3 separate regions of the Sus scrofa genome follow, and all the other regions are linked to region 1. A link is a contact called in public HiChIP or PLAC-seq data. All regions are on one chromosome and are shown on one strand. The core of a region is the stretch at or near the end of the contact, and the rest is flanking DNA. Distances in the headings are between cores, read along the strand shown. Region 1 holds the start of GPHN (gephyrin). Region 2 holds the start of MPP5 (MAGUK p55 subfamily member 5). Region 3 holds the start of EIF2S1 (eukaryotic translation initiation factor 2 subunit 1).

Region 1 (2,700 bases), core at 78-2,577:
ACATTTTTGACACTTTTTCATTTTTATGCTTCCCAGTTTTACCATAGCTGAGAAGAAAAAAATGTTTACATACATGTGTATATGATTTATTTCAGAAGTTGAAAAATCTAGAAAGAAGGAAACTAAGAAACTGATGTTAACTAGCCACAGGTGATTAATAACACATTATATGAAAGACAGATGAAAATAAGTGGCAACAAACTATTTTCACGGTAATCTCATATCCCACTAATACCGAAGTGAAAATTGCCACCACCGAGGTTCTGTTTTCAGTTTTGTGATTGTGGGTAGGGTGAGATGAACACGTTTTTCTCATTCTCTAAGACTGGTGCTTTTCACCTAAAAGCACACCTTTTAGCGACGAAGCCTGTGGCCAGAAAACCACGGGACAGCGGAAGAGAAGCCGCTTCTCAAAATGCTCTACCCCAGGCTTCCAGGCTAGTGAAGATCCACCGCAGGAGGGAACTTGGCGTTGGGAAATCTGCTGGCAGGCGAGCCCGCTTTAAAGCAAGAGGGAGGATGAGGCAGGACTGGATACCTCCGCTTTCGCTCACCGCAGGTTGTCACGGGTAGCTGCGGTTCTGCCACCCACGCATCTTGCTAAGGCATCTCCAGGTTCCCCAGCGCCTTTCCTCGTTCCTCAGGAGAGCCGCTCGCCCGCCCCAAGAGTTTGCCAGAGCTGAGCAAGACCAGGCGCCGGGCTCGGCAGGGGATTGCTTCTGTCTGGGGCTAGGCTGAGGCCGCGTTCGTGTCTCGCGCGCACCCGCTCCGCGTACTCCCAGCCAATCGGCCGCTACTCGCGCGCTCAGCGGCGTTCCCCATTCCAGCTCTGCCGGGCCGGGTCCTTCGAGCTCCCAGTACTCCTCTCCCGAGCTCTTCCCCTCCCCTCACTCTTCACGAGTTCCACGATTCTTGGTGTAGCTCCGCCCCTGTCCCCGGTTCCGCCCCCGCAACCTTAGGAGCATGTGCTCTCCTTTCCTCTGAATCTCCTGCTATCTAGCCGCCCAGGGTCTGGCGCTCCGCGGTGCGGCCCAGGTCTCTCCTGCCTAACTCGGACGCCTCCGCGCGTTCTCTCCGAGCAGCCACCGCGTCCCCCACCCGCAGCTCGCCACCTCCGACCCGGACTCGGGGTCGCGCGCCCCGACTCCGCCCCCTCCGCCAACTCGCGCACTCTGGGCCTTTCGCGCTTGGCCGCTGAGTGCCTGGCCGCCTCCCCCTCCTTCTTTGCTCTCCTCGCGCTCCACGGGCGCTCACACTCTCGCGCTCTCCGAGGCGAGCGCGCTCCCGGCCCGCGCGCTCCGGGCTCCGGCTTCTCCCGGCTCCTGTCAGTGCGGTGACTGCGCTGGGAAACATGGCGACCGAGGGAATGATCCTCACTAACCACGACCATCAAATCCGGGTCGGAGTCCTCACAGGTAACCAGGGGAGGGCGTCCAGGACCGCCGCGGTCACTGTCTCCGGCTTACCTAAGGCTTCTCGCCTGTGATGACCCTTCTCTAAGGCCTCGGGAGGAGGGAAGGGTGAGGAGGGGGTCGTGGGGGGGCGCGTTTTACAACCGTTGAGAATTGCTTGAGGTTGGGGTGTTCCCGCGGGGCCCCCCGGGAGCTGCGGCCAACCCCGTGGGGTGTCAGGCCCCAGTGCCTTCTCAGCCGAAGTCCCCGGCCCCTGGGGACAGAAGGGCCGGTGCGGCGGGCGCTGCGGGGCTCCGTGCTGCCGGTGCAGGCGGCCGGATCCCGGCTCCGCAGTCTGAAGCACGCCGCTCTCGCTGGCTCGCGCGCTTTCTTCGCTAAAGCTGGTCGCAGAGAGGGGGGAATCCCATTTCCACCCCCTCCCTCCTCTCCCTTCCCCCCACCTAGGCGGCCCGGCGCCGCTCTAGCCGTGCTTTGGCCGGGCACCGACCGGACACGACATGGGTGTTCACTAGACGAAACTCTGCTTCGCCTCAGACTGCCCCTCGCGAGCCGGACATCCCCTCAGCCACCCATGGGACACCCCTCGTCTCCCCTGGGAGGTAGGGATCCGCTAGCACCCGGACCTTGGAAAGTGTCTGCATTCCGCCTTCCTGAGCAAAGGGCCCTCTTCCCGCTTCTTCGTTTCTTTGGAGGGACCCGTTGTAGCCTGCGGCCGGGAATCAGCCCTTTTACTTGAGAGGGAAGGAGTCCCCGACTCTGGCTCCTCTGTCCCCTCCTTCTGGGAACCACCCCCCCCGCCCCCCTCCGGATGGTCCAGAGGCTTGTGAAGAAGCGCACTTTTCCCCGGTCGCGTTTCCCTCCCTCACGGAAGCCGTGTGTGCTCTGCATGTCTGATTCTGTTGCGTTGTGTTTGGGTAATATCCCTCAGTACGGCGACAGGCAGTTGCTGCAGGGCATGACTCCCGAGATGAATAGCAAGCCGATTTGTAGGGGTTTCTGCTGTGGTTCTCTTGGCAAGGTTTATATGTAATTGAGTGGCGAGGTGGGGGTTAAATAACTATATTTGGAACCTGAGGGCTTAGTTCGGAGTGAAGGAAATCCAAGACTTAACTGATGTGATTTCGGAAAAAGAAACCGTGTAGACGGGAATCCTAGTATTCTTCCCCCTTGCCCAGCCACGCGGGCGCGCGCGCGCGCACACACACACACACACACACACACACACACACACACTTAAAAAATTTTTTTCCCCTTGTCAGATTCTGACAGGTTGAAACGGTGCTCGAGA
Region 2 (2,700 bases), core at 36-2,535, 610 kb after region 1:
CTGTGGTGTAGGCTTGTAGATGCGGCTCGGATCCAGTGTTGTGGGCTCTGGTGTAGGCCGGCGGCTACAGCTCCGATTCGACCCCTAGCCTGGGAATCTCCATATGTGGCGGGAGCGGCCCAAGAAATGGCAAAAAGACAAAAAAAAAAAAAAAAAAAAAAAAAGAAAGAAAAAAATTCTTCTAAAAAATGCTCTGGAAAAATGCGGAAAAAAAAAAAAACACAAAACGCTGTCTTTTTTCCTCAATGGCATTTCTTTGAAAAGCTAAATCAGCGGTTCTCAACTGGAAGTGAGTTTGTCCTTCAAGGGAATCTTTGACAAAGGCTAGAGACATTTTTGATGGTCACTAGGGGCTAGTGGTGCTATTGGTACCTGATGGGTAGAGACCAGCGATGCTGCTAAGCATCCTAAATTGCACAGGTCAGTCTCCACAACAAAGAATTACTTGGTCCAAATGTCAATAGCACCGAGGGTGGAAACCCTGAGGTAGAGGGGGAAAAAACTCATTGCGGAGCTAAAGGAAGCTTCTGGAATTACTTATTTTATGCATTTAAGAACTTAGAAAGGAAATGGGCCTCTCTTTACACACCCATAAAGCACACACACTAACATTTTTTTTCTTTCCTCCTCATTGGATGTGGGTACCAGTTTCTAGGGAATCCTGGAGACTATTTGGATTTTCTTACACTGGATGTGGGTTGACCCAGGTACCCGCGTTTTGTGAAAACAGCTGTGGCGCTTGGCACCCTTCCTGCCTGGCTTTCAGAACTCGGTCCGAGCTGCTAGCTTTGTGGAGTCTTCCGTGGTGGCAGAGAATTCTTTCGTGAGACCCCACACATACCCGTGTTCACGTAAGCCATGGTTCTACTCTTTAAACAAATGTTAGATCGTGGGACATGCTTCACAGGACATGAGGAGTCGCCTCAAGGGAATTAGTTATCCGTCAGGAGCCGACGGACATTTAGGGAGAGAGAAAAGGTCTGTGGAGCGTTAGTTCACTCCCATTGCGTCTTAGGGAAACCTCACGTCCTCGCATAACCTGGCCCGCGGGCTCAAACCCAAAGTGGTTCCCTAGCGCCTGAGAGCCCGAAGCACTTCGCGTTTTCCACTGAGAGGCGCGCGAGTGCGCGCGCGACCGGCCGCTCAGAGCTACGGAGCGGGCCAATAAGCGGGCCGTCTCTCCGCGCCGGCTCGGGATTGGGCAAACCGCGCCAGCCTCCCTGCCTGACCGCAGGCGGGCGTGCCGGGGAGCCACTGGGATAGGCGCGCCCGCTGCGCCAGAGTCCCGGGGGCGCGTGCGCGGTCTCGCGGCTGCCGCGGGGGCTGGTCTCGCGCGGTCTCGAGGTGGAGTCGCTGGAGGCCGCGGCAGCGACGGCGGCGACTGGCGGTGGGGCGGGGGCGGGGACTAAGGATTGTGAGGTGGGGAAACGCGACTTTCTGGATTCTTTATCCGGTATTTTAAGTGCAGCTGGGGAGCTGTCGTTTCTGCAGCGTTGAGGAGCGGCTGGGGCGGGAGGAGCGGCGGCGGCCACTGGGGCGCGGAGGTAAGTGGCGTCCGGCAGCGGTTCCGTGTTGAGGTCTTAATCAACAGGTCCCCGCGAGCGGCGGGGGAGGGGGCGGCCGGGCTCGCCCCCTCCCCCTCCTCTGGGCCCGGGCGGGACCCGGGGCTCTTCACGGGCTGCTCCAGGCAGCGCTAGCCGGCCGGCCGCAGAGGGCGTGAGCCCAACCTTTGTCCCTCGGAGGTACGCTGTCTGGCCGTGCCCGCTCCCTCTGCCTTGGCGAACGACCCACCTCGGCGGGGACTTTGCCCGCCCAGCCAGAGTTGGAGGGAGGCCCCTGCTCTCTGCGCCCCCGCCCCCGAGTTCGCGACTCCCGGGACTCCCTCCAGGCCGGGTCGGGGAAATCGGCGGGCGAAGAACATTTTCCTTTAGAAGACGGAATGTAGTCGGCGTTCCTCTGCCTGACTCAGCCCCTGGTATTCGGCTGCTGGTTGCATTCTTTAAACAAATAAACAAACAATTTCTACTTCCTTGTAACCACTTTTAAAGAAGAGCCAAATCTCGTTTATGGTTTCCGATAATTTGCTGTAAGTTTGCAAGGTGAACTTCGAAGCCCTCACTTGTTATAAGCTGCTTTTAATGGAAGGCGCTTTAAACAATCTTTGGTGCAAATTATGTAATTTCCTATTAATAATAGCTCACCTTCTCGTTAGTTGATTGACATACAGTAAGGTGTCCGGAATTTAGGTTTCGGTCGAAAGGCAGTTGGCGCTCAAATTAAAATCTGGTAGCTAGGAGGTTTTTGGAAGCAGTACATAGTGTGTGTTTTATCTCCGCACTCGTTTAGAGTTGTGAGAATTTAGATTTGGAAAGCCCTTAAGAACAAGAGTTTTGGAATTTTGATTTTAATAAGGTGAGAGGTGTCACGATTTCTGATTTTTTTTTAAAGTCTTATGTGTTAATGATAGCTTCTAATTATGTTTAGATTATACCAGAAGTTAATAAGCTATTAAATTCTGCAATAGGAACAAATGACAGGCTGGTTATTGGTGTCTTTGAAGTATGAGTATTGAGGTAATAAAATTGTTAAGTGAGCTTTTTTGGATTATAAACTAATTTTTTACTTGATCCCTGTGGACTTGGCTTATTACAAGTTTTAAAAGGCTCTTTAAACTACTGTAACAGGTGGAAGCTATTAAAT
Region 3 (2,700 bases), core at 106-2,605, 740 kb after region 1:
AAACTGACTTTCTGCTCCTTAGAGAAAGAAAAAAAAAAAAAAAAAAAGAAGAAGAAGGGGAGGAGAAAGGGGAGAAGACGACAAATAAGAACAATTATTACTTTCCACATGTTCTTAGGCACATTTAAGAAAATTTCAAAATTTTCTTTACAGACTGGCCAAACACCTAGAGTGCTATGCTATTTCTCCAGCCAAAGAATTCAGGCAATGAAGCCCACGACTGACCAAATTCCAAAATATGGGTTCATTCAGGCACCATTTTTTTAATGGACTTTCTATGGATTAATAAAAGAGATCTCATCCTGGAGAGGGCTTGTAGTTCAGTGGTAAATACACATAAAACAATATCCACTTTACAACGTGATGGGTGATATTAACACAGGCCTGAATGAGATGCAATGGTGACAGAGCAAAAGGAGTGCCTTAGAAATTCTGGGATAGCTTCCCACCTCAGGCGACAAACATTTCAAGGGAAAAGGAGCAAGGGGATCCACTATCGAACCTAACGTCCACGTTACGGTGATTGGATTCAACCCCCAATTTGGCTTAGAAGCCTGCTTCCCATCGTAGTAAACTTCCTTTTTCAAAGCATTATCGGCAAACCTCCTCGGCTTGTCTGTCTTTAGCTCTCTTAAGGCACAAGTGACGAAAACTCATAGGTACGTAAGGATAGTGCCCGGCTCAATAAAGGAATGTGGGGTGAAAAGCTCAATTAATGAGTAAAGTCAATGAGCCTTCATAAAATCCAGCAGGCCGGGCGCCTGTTCCACCGGCTGGGCTCGTTCTGCCCAGTCCGGTTCAAACAGAGGAATGTGTGCGGGCCCGCCAAAGAGCTTCGCCCTGGACTCACGAAGTGTCTGAGGAGAGCTCAGAGTCGGCCAAGGAAACAAGGTGCCTCGCTGCTGGTCCAGGGTGTGAACGGACAGCGGCTCCGGGCCGGTGTTCCTGAACCCGTAAGTGTGTTCGTTCCATTCTTTTACTTACATTCGCGAGGGAAAGATTTCAATTCGGTCTTTGCCCGACATTCTGACGGCGACCGTGCGGCTCCGGTCCCAGGCCAGGCAAGTGCTGCAGCCACAGAGTCCTTCTCTACCGGAGTCAGCTGGTTGTGTCACGTGACGCCCTTCGCGTTGCTAAGAGGCAGCCGGAGTGTCTCTTCTTCACTTCCGCTTTCTCTTGGCACAGGAGTGCAGGAAGGCCGGGACAGGAAGAAGGCGATGCCCGGATGTTGAGGCGCGCGCACCCCGGAACCGCCCCTCGATTCCGGTACGCTGCCGAGCCCCTCCCCCTCCAGCTCCCAGGCGGCTGCGCAAGGCTCTACACCCAAGAGACGAAAGACCGAGAGAGAAGAGTACACCCCTTCTCCTCCTCCACATTCACCTCTGGTCACAGCGCCACCTCATGGTTGACTGACAGTATCGTAGAGAATTTATTCTTTAGGGACAAGGAATCCGAGTCTTACTTCTTATCTGCGCCTTGAAAGTCACTTAGCGAAAACTAAAGATGGCGAGAAAATGTACTTTTCAAGTCCTCCTAAGGCCCACAGACCTCTTTGTTCGCGGAGGACCTAGACTCTATGGTAGGTGATGAAGAGCGGTCTGTAGTCTGTCGGCGCTTGCGTGCTGCGAGGTGGTTCCGCATGCGCGGTAGGGTTGAGAGAAGCGCACGCTGAAGAGAGTCGGCGGCTGCTGCGGGTGGATCAAGTCAGTTCTCTCTGATTGAAGAGCGCGGCGCGGGGCCCCAGTGCGGGATCCATATACATACCTCAGGTGACTAGTCTCCCCGATCAGTTTCTCGAAGAATTTACTTTGGTTGTGTCCAATGGCATGGGTGTTCGGTAGAGGGTAGGCCCTGGGTTAACACCTCCTTTTCCCGTCCCTGAGCGGGAAGTGCCTGGACGCGACTGCGGTCGCCACCGGCCGGGTGTCGGTCTCTCCGAGCGGTGGTGTCAAGGTACGAACGAAGGAATCTCGTGAAGGGAAGTGGGCCCAGTGATTGTACAGCGTCTTCAATATACATAAAACAGGGGTGCCTTGAGGTGGGGCCGTCTCGGGAGAACGCTATGACACCCCCGCCCCACGACGCTGAGCATTTTGCTCTCTCCGGGCCTGAGAATTCCATCTTTTTCGTCCGCCCCAGCAAATACTACCTCTCAGTGGAAACCAGACCGGCCGCTTCAAGGAACCGGTGGTTTGGGCCATGATGTTGACAGAGTTGGGTTTAAAAGTATCCAAGAATAATTTGTTCCTCTGATAACTTATATTTAAAAATTGAAGCTCCTATCACTTTATCGCTCGGTGCATTTCTGTAGACTGAGTCACCCCTTCAGTTGAAACTAAAAGATACTGTTGAAGAGTTTATATATAACTCTTAGTATCGGTTTACCGTGTTTCAGCATCGATGAAAGTAAACTTGTAGAATTACACGCTGTGATCTTTCGGTTAAGCATAACTAAAAAAACATAAAGATAAGGGAATTTTATTACCCCCCCAAACTTAGACTACTTTAAGTTTTATTTAACAAGAAACATTGTTTCGTGGAGGAAAGGTTTAGCAAGAAGTCTTGGTTTTTCTCCCGTTTGATGTTATTATTCAAGGGAAAAAATCTTGTAACTCTGTGTCTTTCAGCAGTTTGGAATTATGTAGAGCTTTACTGTCTGTTCTCAGTTCATCTGATGCCAAATAACAAGTCACTGATCCT

What was found. HiChIP or PLAC-seq counts read pairs in DNA pulled down with a chosen protein or histone mark.
Region 2: a contact with region 1 is called in an H3K27ac HiChIP or PLAC-seq map of skeletal muscle, with 6 times the contacts expected there. The contact joins the promoter of MPP5 here to the promoter of GPHN in region 1. A contact is called at or near these places in 3 of 5 promoter capture datasets (fetal liver, fetal skeletal muscle and liver), 2 of 47 Hi-C or Micro-C datasets (embryonic fibroblasts and liver) and 2 of 2 datasets of contacts at active chromatin or transcription factors (alveolar macrophages and skeletal muscle).
Region 3: an H3K27ac HiChIP or PLAC-seq map of alveolar macrophages shows a contact between it and region 1. The contact joins the promoter of EIF2S1 here to the promoter of GPHN in region 1. A contact is called at or near these places in 2 of 5 promoter capture datasets (fetal liver and liver), 3 of 47 Hi-C or Micro-C datasets (brain, embryonic fibroblasts and skeletal muscle) and 2 of 2 datasets of contacts at active chromatin or transcription factors (alveolar macrophages and skeletal muscle).

What each region holds. Positions count from the first base shown.
Region 1 is chr7:90,345,770-90,348,469 of Sscrofa11.1, forward strand. It overlaps GPHN (gephyrin), which reads left to right and starts at 1,328. Exons shown (of 23, transcript NM_001243302.1): 1 at 1,328-1,415. The coding sequence starts at 1,352. It overlaps LOC102162169 (a long non-coding RNA gene), which reads right to left and starts at 433. Exons shown (of 7, transcript XR_002346144.1): 1 at 352-433.
Region 2 is chr7:90,954,239-90,956,938 of Sscrofa11.1, forward strand. It overlaps MPP5 (MAGUK p55 subfamily member 5), which reads left to right and starts at 1,286. Exons shown (of 15, transcript XM_005656336.3): 1 at 1,286-1,544.
Region 3 is chr7:91,083,670-91,086,369 of Sscrofa11.1, forward strand. It overlaps EIF2S1 (eukaryotic translation initiation factor 2 subunit 1), which reads left to right and starts at 1,356. Exons shown (of 8, transcript XM_001928339.4): 1 at 1,356-1,769. ATP6V1D (V-type proton ATPase subunit D) reads right to left here and starts at 1,239. Exons shown (of 9, transcript XM_001928314.6): 1 at 985-1,239. The coding sequence starts at 1,025.